Regions from separate parts of the Mus musculus genome. Here region 2 is linked to region 1. A link is a contact called in public promoter capture Hi-C data. All regions are on one chromosome and are shown on one strand. The core of a region is the stretch at or near the end of the contact, and the rest is flanking DNA. Distances in the headings are between cores, read along the strand shown.

What was found. Promoter capture Hi-C pulls out the DNA fragments that hold promoters and counts their contacts.
Region 2: a contact with region 1 is called in a promoter capture Hi-C map of trophoblast stem cells, with 5 times the contacts expected there. The contact joins the enhancer-like site here to the promoter of Trpm5 in region 1. A contact is called at or near these places in 19 of 39 promoter capture datasets (the 3T3-L1 cell line, the HPC-7 cell line, cranial neural crest and 11 more), 1 of 484 Hi-C or Micro-C datasets (bone marrow-derived macrophages), 2 of 115 datasets of contacts at active chromatin or transcription factors (embryonic stem cells and stem cell-derived neural progenitor cells) and 3 of 9 other capture datasets (adipose tissue, embryonic stem cells and liver).

The regions. Positions count from the first base shown.
Region 1 is chr7:143,093,373-143,095,920 of GRCm38.p6, reverse strand. Trpm5 (transient receptor potential cation channel, subfamily M, member 5) reads left to right here and starts at 1,279. Exons shown (of 25, transcript NM_020277.2): 1 at 1,279-1,355.
Region 2 is chr7:143,423,303-143,425,850 of GRCm38.p6, reverse strand. The region is part of intron 15 of Kcnq1 (potassium voltage-gated channel, subfamily Q, member 1); the gene reads right to left. Among named protein-coding and RNA genes, the nearest start is that of Cdkn1c, 36 kb to the left of the region's middle. Within about 2 kb of position 1,275, at least 5 of the 459 cell types and tissues checked have an H3K27ac peak or open chromatin away from gene starts, as enhancers often do. A contact at or near this core is called in trophoblast stem cells, where this site is marked.

The DNA.
Region 1 (2,548 bases), core at 30-2,529:
CCACTAAATGGCTATCTCCCCAGACCCCACTTATGCCTTCATATGGCTCATGACTATGCACATGCTCAGGCACACAACTGCCTTTGGGCACATGTTCTGTATACTTTCATATTCTGCACTTGGGGTTGGCTGGGGCTGCCCAGGGTCCAGCAGAACTATGGGGGAAGTGGCTGTTGATGGGCAAATGAGGAAGCAAAGGTCATTTCAGATGACAAAGCAGCACTGAGCAACGCTGCTGGGGTGCCTGGGAAGTGAGCTATAGGGGATGTGCCCTGTGTGGGTGTGGGCCTGGGTGAAGGGGTCCTTGAAAGACATGGGAGCCTGTGGTGACAAGCCTGCAGGAGATGCTCCAAGGAGTGGTGCCCCAAGGGAGCAAAAGAAAAAGTGTCAGGGCCTTTCTGGGTTTGATTATTAGGATCACAGGGGTCCATGAAAGGTTGTGGGTAAGGAGAACCATAATATGGTATTGGCCTAGAACGGTTAGGGAATATTTGGTGCAGTCCTTCGAGTGTCCAAAAGATGGAGGTAAAGGGGCAGCAGCAGATGAAGGAAGGGTTCTGGAAGCACTCCTATTCTCCACCTAGTCCTCAGACATAGGAAGGCTAGGCTTTGGATTGCTTGGTGGACATGAACTTAGGCTAGATTTCTAGAATCCAGTGAACTCTGGCCTTGTTCTATACTGAGATCCGGCCATTCCACCTAGGCCCCCGCTATGTACCCTCCTCCAGAGCTGTACCCCACAGCTCTCAAGCACTCAAGGCTTATAGTCCCTGCTCTTCAGGGCTCAAGTGGCTAGAGCTGGTCTGAGCCCCCAGCCCAGCTTGTAATTTTAGAAGGGCATCAAATGGGCATGGCTTATGTCAAGGTAACATGACAGGTATGCTAGGGGACATGCTAGCTCAGATGGTGATGTAACTGTGGCCCTCTTGCTTAGGACAAAGCCAGAGGGAGACCCCTCTCCCTGCCCCACCCAGGTCCTGTTTTTGCCTGTGATCTTGGCGCCCTCTGGTGGCTAATGTTGGGTCCTTGGCTGCTGCCCAACCCCTATCCTCCTACCCCTGGGGTTCATGGCAAAGTAATGAAAGCCAGATCCTGTGGTCTCTGGGGGAAGGGCTCACAGAAACACTGTCAAGAGCTGTCATGAGGGTCTTCCCCAGTTATTCACAACCGCCTGGAAGCTTGGCATGAGTATCTCGGTCTACAGGAAGAGAAACCGGGACTTCGTGTTGAAGGAGCTGGATAGATCAACAGGAAAAAAGCCAGTGTCACAGCCATGAGAAGCATCACGAGCAACAGCCCTGAGCCTCAATTTGGAGGCAGTCCTCATGCAGTCCAAGGCACTGACTGCCTGACTGGTAAGTAGCTAGTACTCAGCTCACTCACACCATAGGATTCTCCAGGAGTGTGGCACACCACAGATCAGGGCAGACATCTCCAGACCTTCTGGGACCTCAGGAGACAGTTCATCTGCTTGCCTATCATCATTGGGACCACTTGTCAGACACCCTTTCATGGATCATGTGTCCTTAAGGCAGTTCTTGTTTCCTCAACTAGAGAAACTGAGGCTTGGTGAGAAATGAAGCAGAATTCCCATCTGACCTCTGATCTCATGTTAGAGTACAGACACCCAGGCCGTACTCATCGTCTGTGCCAGGCAGAGCCCAGGGAGGAAAGGACCCATGTTTCATGTAACCCCTCTTCATGTAACAGTGGGCTCTTGGCCAGCCTGGATGTGCTCTCAGACCAGTGGCACCAATCTAGCCCTTGGTGGATGGGTGGTACCCTAGGTTCACTCATGCCCAGCTTTCTAAGACATCATTGGCTGCCAGGTGCTGGGTGTGGCATGTGGGTGGATCGAGGGAGGAACACAGCCTGCAGTAGGTAAGTGCCTCTAACACTCAGCACCAGCAGCTACATGCCAGGAATCTGGAAGGAACGGGCAGGTAAGCTCACACCAGGGTCAGCTTGCATAGGAGTGGGGCCAGAAAGTCGCTCAGTCCTCTGCTGAGAAGGTAGGAAGGGCAAGCAGGAGCTATGTTCTAGCCACATTTCTACCTCATGTTCTCCATCAGGGATGGCATCATGAGGACAAGTCTGCCATGAGCAAGGGAAAGGGCTACCCATTGTTCGGGAGGGTCTGGGTGGAGGGCAATCCAAACTGTGAGCCTCAGACTTGGAGATTACATCAGCCGCAGCACCTTGGAAACTCAGCCCAAGCTCAGGGGCTGCAGGAGGGAGGGGTGTAGGGGTGGGGACCCAGCTCCTCATAGTTGTATCTACGTCCTGCTCTGTCAGCAATGTCAGGTCTCTTCACCAAGGGGATGAGGGGTGCCATGCTAATTCATGCATGCAGTGACCTTCTTAGTTTTACCCACATATCACTGTAAGCTGGCACAGAGAGTTTAGGGACAAGTACGTTCAGGACCCCAGGATTTGGGTGCCAGATCTGTCGTGCTCTGGGCTCTTCCTATCTTAGGGGCGGAGAAGTACATTTATTTCAGGCTCTTTCTGTGACCGTCTCAGCTAGTAAGAGCCTCCAAGGTCTCCA
Region 2 (2,548 bases), core at 26-2,525, 330 kb before region 1:
TAGGGCCTGGGCATTCAAAGCCTGAAAGAGAGTATGTCACATGTCTTTATAGCTGTGGGTTGAATTTATGTGTGTACCATGCCTAGAGGCCCTTGGTCACCCTCATGTGCATCTGTTATTGGGGTACAGGGGGTACAGTATAGTATTGAGTTCTTGTGTGTGTCCATACATGCATAAACCTGGGCGTGCTTAACAGTTATCTCTTGTTTCTAGGTAGACCTAGTGGCTGAGAGTCACCTCTTAGCCCCTTCCCGGGCCTTTTGGTCTTTGAGACTCTGGACAAACCTTATGGAGCTCCTAGAACAGTCTCTGGGTTCCTGTGGCCAAGAGGTGGTAGGGCTGGTGGCATGATGAGTGGGACCCCAGAGTCCCAAGCTATCTGCTCAGCTTGGATGGGTTTGGAACCTTACACAGTGCGGGGGGGAGGGGAGCTTTGTGGGAGGGGTTGGCACCCGGAGAGAGGGATTGGGACAGCTCAGGGTTGAGCAGGCAGAGGCTGGGTGGTTTCATGAAATAATGTCCACCCTTAAAGGTAACTCAAAGGTACTACTTTAGGACAACACCACCTTTCTAGGTCCCCATGGGTCAGGACAGTGACTGAGTAGATTTCTTGACTGTGTGGTCCTTACCCCATGCCTGGAAAGGGCTTGTTTTGCTCTAAGCACTAGGTGGGTAGCTAAGGAACTGGAGGGGAGACAAAGGCAGGGCAGAACCTGAGTAGGCCCTTGACAGAGGCCACACTTGCTGTGCTTGTAGGAGACACAATGAAGAGCCATTGGAGAACTCCTTAGAAAGAAGGAGCCATTGTGCAAGGGGCTGGAGCCCAGCCCTGGGGGCCTGAAATGCTCAGCTACTTCCTTTTCTCTCCTAGAAGAAAATACCCACTGTCCAGAGAGGCCAGAGCCCCTAGCATAATAACCTAGGAAGCAGGGCTGTCCCAAGGGCAGCTGGGAGACTCATGGAGGGGGCAGGGTTGGGGGGATATACAGGAACCTACCTAGCAGAAGCAATAGAGCAGGGGTTGGGAGAGAGAGGACCTCAGCTGCTGAGCACCTGGGGTGGTTCCTCCAGCATGCTCTGTCAGTACATCAGGGGTCTTCCTCATGTCTATATTTGGAACTAGTGTAAAGGGAATGCCTGTGATGCAGGGATGGAGCCAGAGGTTCTGACAGATGGCGTCATATTGTCAAACCTGCAAAGCTGCTTTAGGGAAAACCATGGGATGACTCAGCCAATTGCTGACCGCTGGCCTCAAAACCTGGGTGACTAGAGCCCTGAGGACAAGAGGCAGGCAGGGAATGGATCCCATCTTCCTGGACAAGTGTGTGTCATGAGTGAAGTCTGTGTCCCAGGCAGGCTTTTGATGCTTTCTGTACTGGCTTCTCTGTCCTAATACTTGTTTGTAGTCTGAAAGGGCTGGATAGGATTATCCAGGCTGGAGGGCTCACGTGGGGAAACTGAAGCCAGGGCTTAAGAGTACAGGGGGTGGAAGCTAAAGCTAGGTTGATCCTGGCAGGTGAAGCCAGAGTCCATGACCGGTCCAAGGCCTTGGTGAGTTCTGTACCAAAGGAGGGTTGTCTGAGGCTAGTCTTGGTCTAGCTTCATGCAACTTTAAACACACAGCTAATCTGAGTAGGCAGGAGAAAAGCATCAGTTGGCTCATGGAGATGGATGGCTTCATGAATGTTTCCTAACCCACAATTGAGCACCTGTGGACACATCTCATTTGCTAGTGGATAGAGTCCTTAAGGAGAGTTCTTGGGAGTGGGGGTGGGGCTGTTTGAAACCTCCTATGGGACAGCTGCCACAGGGTCTATCAAGCCTGTGTGTGCTAATCAAGGGTGTCCCTGAAGCTTCCCTGGACATTTCCCAAGCTCACAATGACCCCATGGATCCCACTTGAATCAACTGGGGTTTGGAGGAGTCTGTGTGGGTTCAAAGATATCGTATTGGCCAAGTTGCTAGGGGCAGGATATGGGCTAGAGTCTTAAGAGTGTCTAGAGTCTAGGACCTCACTGTGCCACTGTCACCTTGACAGGCCTTTGAAGACAGCAAACAGTGCAAGGGCTCCTTTGAATGTGCCCACTCCTTCAACTCTCCAGTCGCCTCAGAGTTTGCCTGGATTTCATGGTCATGTGTAGGACCCTTCTGGGTCTTCTTGGCCATCCATAGGATCTTCCTAGCTTGTCTAGCTACTCATAAATAGAATCTCTTGCTTGCCCTGGCTGTCATGGGTGAGGAACAGTAAGTTGTGGCTGAGTTCTTAAGCTTTTCTGGCCTTGTTCAGACCAGATTGCCTAAGCCAACTTGGATTGAGGTGGGAATACCAGGGCTTGGGTTCAAGGTCTGGAACATATTTAACCTGGGGAATCCTTGCTGGTGAGCTTAGGACCTTCTGTAGGATTGTGAGAGGATAGCCTTTGGGGGACATTCATAGGCCACTTTCAGGGGCTATCTTAAAAATGTTTGATACCCAACAAAGAGCCATTAGATGCCAACCTGGCAACAGAAGGGCCTGTGGGGGAGTTGGCCAGCGGGATGTCTGTAC